2 separate regions of the Mus musculus genome follow, and region 1 is linked to region 2. A link is a contact called in public promoter capture Hi-C data. All regions are on one chromosome and are shown on one strand. Each heading gives the region's core, a stretch centred on a gene start, on an enhancer-like site or on the middle of the called end of the contact. The rest is flanking DNA. Distances are from core to core; before and after follow the strand shown. Region 1 has its middle 19 kb from the start of Amtn. Region 2 holds the start of Csn3 (casein kappa).

Region 1 (5,894 bases), core at 1,504-4,003, 470 kb after region 2:
AGCTGCATATGAAACAAAAGATGACCTAGTCGGCCATCAGTGGGAAGAGAGGCCCATTGGTAGTACAAACGTTATATACCTCAGTACAGGGAATGCCAGGGTCAAGAAGTGGGAGTAGGTGGGTAGGGGAGTAGGGGGGAGGGTATGGGGGACTTTTGGGATAGCATTGGAAATGTAAATGAGGAAAATACCTAATAAAATTTTTTTAAAATAAAAAGAATTAAGAAGTCCCAATCCTGAGACAAATAGTCCTGGCAAAGAGTTAAGTCCCAAATTGACTTAAAGCAAGCATGGACTGAAGTAATCATGATGGAAGATTGTCGAGGCTGACATGAGAGAAGTCAGGGCCCCAGCAAAGTAAAAGAGTATATGACACGTGTCACACGTAAAAACAATTAGAAACAAGGAAACAGTATCCAGGTGAGGAGCTTTGGGGTCTGAAGAACCTCATCAGCCAGGGAAGAGAAGTCACAGAAGTCCATCAAAGCGCAGGTTCATTCTTGAGGAACCACTACAGATTTGACGTGAGATCGCCCTAGCAGGGCAGGAGCCATGTCAGGGAGACGTTGTACTTAGCCATTACTCCTATATTTCCTCATCATTTTATTACCAGTTTTGCTTCTAAAATTTTTATGTTGCTCCAATTGAAATGTGTTATCCCAAATTTCATAGCTTATACTCACAAGCGGATTTTACAAGATTTGTTTTCAATTCCTTGAATGTAGTCTCAGTTGTTTAAAGAAAAACACTATTACTAGTCTATATTTCATATGGAATTTTGCCTATTATTGATAGAGTGGGTATAGGATGCTCACTGAGGTTGCTGGTCCCAATATCTGATTGCTCTCTGAAATTCAGCTCCTATTGCTCCATCTGGGACTTGGCTGATTCTGATAAAGAACGCCCGCACATGGTGCTTGATTCCACCCTATAACAGATAAGAAGTGATTCTTTCATAAAGACAGAGACTAATCAGAAATTAAGTATTAACAGTCCCCTCCTATCCTGAATAAAAAGATAAAAGTTGAAAGGGGCTGGTAAGGTGGTTCAATGTTAATCCCTGGGCTCTACACGTTAGAAGGAAAATCAGACTCCTGCAAATTCTTCTCTGATTTCCACACATGTGCCAGGGCATGTGGGAAGCCACACATGTACACTCATACAACCAACAAAATGTAATAAAAAATAATTGCATGTGAAAACCATGTAAATGCAGTGTGCACTGTATGTGCTCATATGTGCGTGCACACTAAATTCCAAAATATTCTAGCCATTCTTCTAATCATGGTTAAGTGTGGACTGTCCCCACTTACACTCATATGTGAACTCCTGGGCCCCAACTGGTGATGATGTTTTGGGAAGTTTGTGGAACCTTCTAGACATGAGACCTATGGAAAATGTCAGGCCCTGTGGGTCGGCCCTGAGAATTCTGGACCATGTCTGCTGCCAATCTAACCCTGTTTCCTAATCAACATCAGTGTGATCAGCTACAAGCTTCCATGTCAGCAGCCATGAGAGGCTGTATCTCCCCAAGCCAAGAGCAAAATAAATGTTCACCGCCAATTGCTCCTGTGGGTATTCTGCTGTGGCAATGAGAGAAATAACTATTACACTCTGCATATGAGTGAAAGTTTTCATTTAAAAACTAAAATATTACAGCACTGCTACAAAGAGTATGCACTATTACCTAACCCTCTGAGTCTCTCTTGATTCTTTTGCTTGTGTTCATGTACGTGAGGTGCCTGTTCACATGTTTGCACAAGGCATCAGAGAAGGACAACAGGTGTCCTGCCCTGTACTCTCCACATTATCCCGAGACGGAGTTTCTCCCTAGACCTGGAGCTCGGCTGCCTCTGCCTCCTGAGGGCTGGGTTAAAGGCATGTGTGCTTTGCCTGTTTCCAAAGGTTAACATCTTTTCACTAACATCTCCACAATCCATAAGAGAGCCTGCAATAGTTTCTAAGCAGCTACAGCATAATAAATGCTGAGCCATCTTAGAGTTACTAATTATCATGACTATTTCCTAAAAGAAAAGTAAATAAAAATCAGCATTTAAAAGTACAAGAAATAGAACTAGTGTCCCAAACTTTACCACTTAAATGTTACTACCATATAACATTGGATGACTACTTTCTCAAACTACTTTGGTAATTTCATTCTGAAACACCTTTGAAATACTTTATTGATTAGCCACAATTATTCACCAATTTCCTGACATAGCTTTTTTTAAAAAAAAATGGTATGAGAAATCATTACCTGTGTGGACAAATCCAAATAAGAAGTAAAGTTGGAATTTCGTGTTACTTTGGTTTTGGTTTTTGGTTTGATTTTCTTCTCCCTACTCCAAAACTGGTATTGGTGCGAGGATTTGATTTTTTTCCCTTTGTCTTTCTCTGCTGCTCCAGCATAAGTAGGGGAAACAGGCAGTGTGTTTGGTAAGAAAAGACCATGCTAGTTTTTCAGAATGACGTCCACCTGAGTGGTGTGAAAGCTCTAACCAACTCTAAGCCCTCCCTCCCCTCACAGGATAGTTAGCCCTCTCCCATGGATATCAGACAGAAACAACAGGCCTGAGCCAGTGTCTAAGGTAAAGGAACTTAGCAAACATGAAGAAGATTTTATCCCAGAGGGAACATACTTCCTCCTACCAGTGTGAAGTAAGATTTTTAGACAAACACCCTTGTCTTGATGATGAACGGACTGATGCTTGACGGTGAGTGGAATCTATGAGGCCAAATTACTTCAGCCATGCCCTCAGGGCTCCTTGTGGGAGTTTTGTGTGTTCTGTGAGCAATGTGTATGCTCAAGCAGTTAGCTATGAGACTATTTAATAATGCAGTCTCTTCTCACCCACTTCCACTGGTGGAGTGTCCACCAAGGAAATCCCATTTACTATAATGAGTACCAACACACTTTATCACTATCATCAGATCAGACTTTGTGTCAGCAGGCTTTACCTAGTTAATTACCAATCATTTTTCCAAGTCCACACCCTGTCTGCCCCACACACTCTAACTGTGCCTCATTTGCTTTTCAAAGGAATGTCTCGCCAGACCATCTGAAACTGGTTATTCAGTCTGCAGAAACATGCTCAGGGAAGCTTCGCTCACCTGCTGAACATCACCACATATCTGATCAAATCTCTTTAACCATTTATAACACTAAGCACATTTAACATGTTCTTACATTTCAATAAATTATTCTATGTGTTTAAAAATAAGCCAAAGAAGACACTGTGGACACACATGACACGCTGAGAAATGAAATGGTCTCCCTCATACTCCTCTTTTCTGTAATTCATTATTTGTGTTAACTATTCTAGCACAGTTCATGACCCCAAGATGTACAGCCATCAGGAGCCTTTATCCTGCCCTCTTTCCCCATGATCACATACAGCCAGATGTGAATTTTATGTCTACATCAACTCTCTGACAAAACTGTAAGGAATCTCGGTATTAGTTATTTGTAGACTACTTGCCACCCTCTCTAACACACATTAGGAATGCAATAGCATTGACCATTATAATTCATTACATCACAAATAGTACTGCATGTGTGCACATGCACACTGTTAATAAAAATTAATAAAAATCTTTTCTTTAAATAAAAAGAAACTAACATTAGTATCTAATCTACAAGTTTTGACTGGGTTTTACCAGTTTCCTACCACTCTCTTAACCTGATTCTGTCTGGATCCCATGTTTTATTTAAATGAGAGCCTTTCTCTTTTCCTTGTCCATTGTGTGCACATATATGTGTGCATATCCATGTGTGTATGTGTGTGTGCATGTGTATATGTATATGTGTGTATGTATGTGTGTGTATATGTGTGTGTGTATATATATGTGTATGTGTGTATGTGTGTGTGCATGTGTATATGTATATGTGTGTATGTATGTATGTGTGTATATGTGTGTATGTGTGTGCATGTGTATATGTGTGTATGTATGTGTATGTATGTGTGTGTATCTGTGTGTATGTGTGTATGTATATGTGTGTGTGTGTGTGTGTGTGTGTGTGTGTGTGTGTGTGTGTGTAAGCCAGAGATAAAGGATGTGAATCATTTTCAACCATTTTCTACCCTATCTTTTTTATTATTTAAATTTTCTCTTTGAGTACTTTCTGAAGAAGACTCCATTTGCCCTGGAATTAAGTCCAACAACCAACAAGTGGGACCTCATAACTTAAAAACGTTGTTACAGCTAAGGAAATAATCACTTGAGTACAGGGGAAATCCATATGGTGGTACAGAATCTTCTCTTATATATATTTGCTATTTTTCCTTTGGAATAAATATCTGGGGTGATAATATTAAGATATGCAAATATCTTGTTTATCCATTAAATTTTGACAACTTGGGACTCAGCCATGGATCTTGAAAATTTCTAAGATTTGTAATATTCTAAGGGTGATTTCCTATTGATCTCATCCACTCCATATTTACATGTTGAAATTATTCTATGAGAAAAAGGTGTCCCTTTTTCTACAAAACAAAAGTTTTTTTTTTATTTGTCACTACTATTATGCTTTTCACACCCTATGACCCAAATGTCCTACACCACCTTACAGGACATGAAACACAGCAGCATGGGAGAGTCCTGTTTCTTCCACTAGGCACTATCTAATGCTGAGATGGCCTTGTCTGTGTTGTCAGTTAGAGGACAACCAACTATAATCAAGGAAACTTGTATAGAAATTGCGAGTTTCCCAGATGAGTAAACCTATCCATAGCATGTGCAAAATGATAAACACAAAAAGCATCAAGTGAGAGGAGAGCTGGGAGTTAGGTAGGACTGTGAGGGAAGGTTCAGATATCCAGCACTCTAAATAACGGTCAGCCTCAATGGTCTCTCTTCATTCCGAATAGCACTTCTGTCCACTTTTGGTTTCAGTTCTAGAAAGATTTAAATGTCCAAGTAGACACATCTCTATATTATATCTCATTCATGCCCCATTCTAAACCCCTACTTTCATGTCTTTCAACAGCTAAAATACTATCTCTACCTTTCTTTAAATGAACTAGAAACAAGCAATAGTCATGTGTGGGGGATGAAGTCCAAGTAAAAATAAGATATGCAAGTGCACCTTTGCCTTTAACTCACATTGCCTATGCTCACATTGCCAGAGGGCCTTGTTAAACCCTAACTCCTGGCTGAGAGAGGAAGAGAACAGAGCTGCTGCAGTTCTCACACTCCCTAGCGAAGAGAATGCTGCTGAACCTGGATGCTGTGCTATGAACAGAAGTGCTGAGTGTTTGTGAAGGCAGCTGAACTGTATGTAGGTAATGAGTCCTGTTCTGAGTCTGGACATGCTCTTTAGGCAACAGTTGGGCTGTGCAACTCACAGCAGTGCTTCTTAGCCCTGCTACATATTAAAAAGCCCTAAGGAACTTATCAAAGTACCAATGTCCGTGGTGCCCACCCACCTTCTAAATACCTGTTTTACATAGGCAAACGCAGCCCGAAACCTTCACCAGAGGAGCTTCTTACAAAGAACAGCCTTGAAAGCAAAGACTCCTTGTTGTTCATGGTGGTGTAAGACGGTGGGAGGGCTGACTGATCAGCCCTGAACAAGGACATATACCACCCACTCTGTGGTACAGGCAATGTCACATAAAATATGAAAACAATTCAAAAGCTGAAAGGTAGGGTGAAGGACAACACACTGCACTAAGCCTGCCCATGAATATACTGTCCACGAGCAGAAGGGGGTGGGGGAGAGAGCTCTTGAAACTCTCCCCCTCGCTGTTGAAGGATGGAGAGTCAGTTTCTTCAAGACTGAGTGCACCAGTCTTCACTGGCTAATCACACAGGCAGCCCTGAGTAGATTCAGTGGATCATAAACAAAACAAAAGGACACTAGTGAGAAACAGCCTTGTAGGAAGGAGGGGGAA
Region 2 (6,255 bases), core at 39-2,538:
CACACATATATATATATATATTTTTAGATACATTTGAGTCTTTTTTGGTTATTTTTTAATCAAATAATAAAACAGCTTAAAGCATGTATTCTTAATTGATGATTGAGAAAGGACTGGAATGGAATAAAGCATCTTCAGAGTCTGATGAACCATAACCAGACCATAAATGTCCACCTTTATTCCTAGGCCCTTGAGGCAATAGGATGACCTGACAGTCTCCATACACAGGCTGCTTGTATATTGTGTGTGTCAGAGAAAGAACGAGAGAAGCAAACTTCTAAGAAATAGAAAGCCAGGGCTTATTGTGGAGAAGCTGCACAAGTATTCTCAGGATTCAGAACAATGTTCCCTGCTTTCTAAGACGTGTAATGGTTCCCAGAAACAGGCAGGAATACATAAAAATTATACAATGCTGACATTATTTCTGCTCTGCATTCTGGCTGCTCTGCAGGGATTCCAGTAAATACCTCTGATGAGGTTTTCACAAAGCAAAGTCATTGTTAGCATTACCCTGGGGTGGGGGGAGGGACAGGTAAAGCAGGATATCATTTAGGCAAAATACATGTTTGGCTTCATTTTACTAAAATTTTTACAGCATTGGCAGTTTTGCAATCCATGCGCTAAATCAGAATGATCTGACTCTAAAATAGAACAATGATTCCTAACTCAGTTACTTAATATTGGGCATCCAAAATGGGACACTTTAGGGGTTCATTAAAACAGCATGTGTTCAATGTTTGAACAATTGAGGAATACACGCTGAAGCAAAAACGCAAATGCTCAGCCTTCACAGCAAAGAAAATGTTTCATGCATGAATTTAACTTACAAAACGCACACATAATTAAGACTGCTGATTTTTATTTTTAAAATAAGTAGTTGTACATTTGGAAGAACAATGACCAACATGGACCATACTAAATATAAAGTCCCTTGAAGACATAGTTCTTCAAGTAAAAACACTTAAAATGTGAAAAATAATTGTGGCTATTGGGTTTTAATTTTATTTTAGCAATAACTTTAGTTTCAACTAGATGAAATGATAGAGGTTAAGAATGCAATTAGTACATTTGTATACATTTTCCTATATTTTTAGAAAGCACAGGACATTCATTCTTTAAGGAGTTTGGTTGTTTTCCCTGCATGCTTATGACTCACATCTGTTTCCGGCCTGCTGTGTGCTGACTAAGACTGACCTGCAGGTGACCCTGGTGACCTCAAATCTTGCCTTTCTGTCATCATCCTATTGGGTGAAAAGTAGGAGGGAAATGAGATCTGACTACCGGTACTAATACCCTGTAATTAGTCTCCGTTATTTATCTTGGGTCTTCTCTGCAGCTAAGAGGCCGGGCAAACCCTACTGCCAAGCAAGAATTGACTCCAAATAAAGGTAACTAACCATCTGCCCAGGGCAGTGATGATGTAGAGTAGCTACTTCGGAAACCATCAAGGTTATTTTGGAATCACATTTCCTTTAACTATGCTTTGTCTTAAAGTCTAGGTTTGATACTGTCAAATTATATGAGACATTGTTAACTATAATATTTATAGTAAGCCTACTACTGCTATAAAAAGAGAGGGTTAATTTTTCAGAAAGATAGAACTATAATACTCAAAATAGTCCAATAATTATCTTCAAATCTTATCTCTACCTAAAACTCATAATTCCTTTTATTATAGTGTAATTACATATCATATCATATCTTATTATATTATATTATAACATGCCTTTCAAAGCTAATTTAATTCATATTTTCAAAAATCATGTCTCCTTAGAAAGTGACAGCAACAAACACAAGCATATACCACTATGTATCTGCTATAAAGTAAAATCTTAGCTTTCTACTGAAAAGGAGTTCTTATCATTTAATGTTAATATATATAATGTTACATATGTTTATATGTGTTATATATTATGCAATGTGATATCTATAATGAAGTGTTAATGTAAAAATAAAATAAATATTAAAATATATTCTTTAATTATTGAAGAGGAGTCTGTGATTAAAACAAAGAAATATTATTTTTCAGGTAATGATTTGAAAAGGTAATTAGAAAATAATGGATTTAACAAGGAATTCTATCCTCTCAAGAAAATATTTTGCATAGGTTTTACAAACTTGATTACACATGAGGTATTAGAAATTCAGTGATTTTTTTTTAAGAGGTGGTTCTGGAGTCAGTTTAGCAAACAGCCTTTCTCATCATCAGAGACTCACATCAGGAAAGATAAATGGGCTTGATATTCTTTCCTTTTTCCTCCTGCAGGGTAGGGTCATATAGGTGTTGATTCTGTGATACTTATAAAGCTTATTTTTCCATAGCTCATGTTTACACAAGTGTATCAGAAACAATAGCTTCAGTAAAATACAGTATTCTCACCACAAATACAATATATGCTAACATATTAGAAGTTTTAAGTGTTGTGTTATTACCTAAGAACTATTAAAATTAAATGAGGAGAGGACTTTGTTAGGAAAAGACTAGCTGGTGTGTTTAACTTGCTCAAATATGTTTAAATTGCCATGTCTATACTGCATTAAAGCAGCGAAATCAGTCATATCATGTATATTACTGGAAAAGTAAACTTACATTGTGACAAACATTGCCTCCAATGAGTTCCTGTGATATATTGATTAAGGGCCACAGACATGACCCAGTTTGAGGTCCTGTAACAAATGTAAAGCCTAGAAGGAGGAAATTATTTCCCAATTGTTACACTGTCACAGGAGATTCCGGGTTCAAACCCTTGTCTTCTCACACTGCGTGATTTTCAGTTCATGGAGCCACGCCTTGGTCTGTAGCACAGAACACCAAAATCTTTACATTTTGGGTTCTAAACTTGCTAATTTTCTCTCCCTCAGACAGCACATCAGTTAGAACATCTATGATGTTCTCTAGCTTGGTGCAGATTACAAATCCCTTATCCAGAAGCCCCTGCAGTTTGCTGCCAAGCCCTGGCTGCACCCCCATATTCTCAGCATTTGGCAAAGCTCTTAATCCCAGTAGATTGGATCAAATGAATAGATGATTATGTCTTAGTGATACTTTCATAGTCAAAAATTAACTTTAAACTAATTTTTACTTCAAGTTCAGTGTTTCTTTTATTTTGAGAAAAGAGATTTACTGCACTGGCTAAATCTGCAGATAAATTCAGTTTCCCCCACCTCTCCCAAGGAAAACATTATATGCAATCACTTCTAACTTGTTAACCAAAGAATCTTAATTTAATTTTTTAATTTATTTTAGGTGTTCTTCATATAATTTTAAATTTTATTTTTAGGTGCAATGATGAGGAATTTTATCGTAGTTGTGAATATTCTGGCATTAACTCTGCCCTTTTTGGTGAGTCAATTTCATTTAAATTGTATTGGTAAGATGTTAAATACATTTTATTTAAGAATTCTAGTTATATGTATATCAAAATACAGGTTGTTCAAGGAGCACCACAGCTGGTTACTAGTTTGACTACTTATAAGAATAAATAATCTTTTTTAGATATTCATTTAGTTAGCATAATACATACTTTATCACACAGAGAAAGCCTTTCAAATTCCTATACTCTAGGAATTTATTTTTAAGTTACAAAATTCAGCCTGATCTGGCATCAGTGAGAGAAGATGCACCGAACCCTGGAGATACTTAAGGCCCCAGGGAATTAGGAGACCTGGCAGGGGTGGGGCCTTCCTCTTGGAGACAGTGGGGAGGAGGAATGGGATGAGGAACTATGGGAGGGTAGACCAGGAGGCGGGCAACAACTAGACTGTAAAAAAACATAAAAGTAATAATAAAAGAAGAAAGAAAATACTGTAAATACAATTCATAAACATTAAGTATAGGAATCCTAGTCTAAGATCAGAAATCCTTCTGATGAAATTTCTATTACGCCTGTGCTCCTGTTTCCTTAAGGAATTAAATATTTAAAGACTTTAAATAATTATTTAAATGTTTCTCATGATTTCTTTTTCCATAACTCCTTAGGCTGCAGAGATACAAAACCCAGATTCAAACGTAAGTTGATATTGTCTCTGTTAGAGACATGAACTCCAACCACAATATTCGGAAAAACTCAATTATATCAAAAGGCCTCTTGTCTTAAAGCTAAATAAATATTTAAACATTTCAACAAGTTTAAGAGACCTGTTGGCTTTTTTAGTATTCAAATCCCTATCTTTTGTGACACTTTTCATCCTGTGTGGGCTAGCCAACTCCTTACCAGGTTCCCAGGTATTCATGTCCATAGATAGTCCTATGTCCATAATTAGTTCCAGAATTATATTTTATGTTTAAAAGTTAAACATGTGAAAGACTCTGCCTCTTTTAAGCTAGTATTCATTGTCCTTCAGGCTTTTTGTATGCTTTGTTTTCATGCTCATTCTGAAATTCCAGGAACTTCCTCTCTCAGCAGCAAAATAAAACATAAATTTAAAAAAGGAGTCAATCTAGAGAGTAGTGTGTTCTCTCTTGCCATTGAAATTATAAAATTTTGGAGTGCTGAGCACTTGTTTAATTTTTAAACGTAAACAGGTGTCTATGAGACAATCCTTTAGAGTAAATTCTTAGGGTCAAAATTACCTTTAAAAATTACAATGATTTTTATATCTAGTTACTTACATTTACTTCCTGACATTATACTTTATTGTAGTCAGCTGCATGTTAAGAACTTGGGTTTTCTCTTTGAGTAATAGGAAGAAATTTTAAGTCATAAAATGAATCCCTCCCTGCTCTATGAGCCTACTTTATAACAAACTTTCCTTGTTATTTTATTAAGAATTTTAATTAGCCTAGAGTGGTGGCACACACCTTTAATTCCAGCACTTGGGAGGCGGAGGCAGGTGAATTTCTGAGTTCGAGGCCAGCCTGGTCTACAGAGTGAGTTCCAGGACAGCCAGGGTTACACAGAGAAACCCTGTCTCAAAAAATAAAAACAAACAAACAAAAAAACACAACAACAACAAAAAAAAAACAAAAAAAGAATTTTAATTAGTAAGTATCAATTATACATAATAATGTAGATCATGATGGCCTTGGTATATCCAAATGAGTTTATGCACATCATGTGTGTTTGTGTATAACAGGGTAAAGTTCTCTATTGGACTTTTCTAGGTGCTGTAATTAAATATGTAATGTCAGGTAATTACTTTTCATATATGCCACATTTCCATATGAGGAAGCACATTTTACATTATTAATGACCTAATTTCTTCAAAACAAACAAATATTAGTTCTATGTTGCTACAAGTAATGTTACACAAGATGAAAATCATAAATGAAATGTGTATATCCAAATCTGATTAAATAATGATGCAGGATTCCATACTTTCAATACTTCATTTGCTCAACACAATACACTGCATTATTTCAAAAGCTGCTGAAGTTGTTTTGTATCTTGACCAACAATCAGAACCTTTCTGTGTAACCTTCTCTTTCTGCAGTGCCGTGGTGAGAAGAATGACATAGTGTACGATGAGCAAAGAGTCCTGTACACACCAGTCCGCTCCGTCCTGAACTTCAATCAATATGAACCTAATTACTACCACTACAGGCCATCTTTGCCTGCTACTGCTAGCCCATACATGTACTACCCACTTGTTGTTAGACTACTTCTGCTTAGGTCTCCAGCCCCAATCTCCAAATGGCAATCAATGCCAAATTTCCCCCAGTCTGCTGGAGTACCTTATGCCATTCCAAACCCATCCTTTCTTGCCATGCCTACAAATGAAAATCAGGATAACACCGCCATTCCAACCATCGACCCCATTACTCCCATTGTGTCCACACCAGTTCCTACCATGGAGTCAATAGTAAATACTGTGGCCAATCCTGAAGCTTCCACAGTGTCTATCAATACCCCTGAGACTACTACAGTCCCAGTGTCCTCAACTGCAGCATAAAACACTAAGGAAACATTGAAAAAGACAATAAAGGTAAGTAGCAAAAGTAAAATGAACAATCTGGGTAAAAAGCATGGACAAATTCACACAATCACAAGTTCTAAACTAGTAAAAGTGATAGATAAATCATGTTAAGGAAACAGGAAAAAACAGTTACGTAGAATTGTAACTAGGGATAAATATAGTATTAGCAAATAAGTTTTTGTTTCAATAAGAAATGAAAATAATCTGTTTTTACAAAATGAAGAAAATTTGAGCTTTTATCAAACATTTTCCTAAAGATTAAAATTCTTCTTTAATCTATTAGTTTTATTTCATCTGTGCTTATACAAGCAGTTAAGTAAAATACTTTGTATATTCTCT

Evidence for each region. Promoter capture Hi-C pulls out the DNA fragments that hold promoters and counts their contacts.
Region 1: a contact with region 2 is called in a promoter capture Hi-C map of second pharyngeal arch cranial neural crest. The contact joins the enhancer-like site here to the promoter of Csn3 in region 2. A contact is called at or near these places in 11 of 39 promoter capture datasets (the HPC-7 cell line, HPC-7-derived erythroid cells, cranial neural crest and 4 more) and 1 of 115 datasets of contacts at active chromatin or transcription factors (embryonic stem cells).

The regions. Positions count from the first base shown.
Region 1 is chr5:88,392,473-88,398,366 of GRCm38.p6, forward strand. No RefSeq gene overlaps it. Among named protein-coding and RNA genes, the nearest start is that of Amtn, 19 kb to the left of the region's middle. Within about 2 kb of position 2,754, at least 3 of the 459 cell types and tissues checked have an H3K27ac peak or open chromatin away from gene starts, as enhancers often do. A contact at or near this core is called in second pharyngeal arch cranial neural crest, where this site is marked.
Region 2 is chr5:87,924,291-87,930,545 of GRCm38.p6, forward strand. Csn3 (casein kappa) reads left to right here and starts at 1,289. Exons shown (of 5, transcript NM_001356570.1): 1 at 1,289-1,388; 2 at 3,282-3,343; 3 at 3,980-4,009; 4 at 5,434-5,925. The coding sequence starts at 3,287. The coding sequence ends at 5,892. All of the region lies in intron 2 of 1700066N21Rik (RIKEN cDNA 1700066N21 gene), which reads right to left.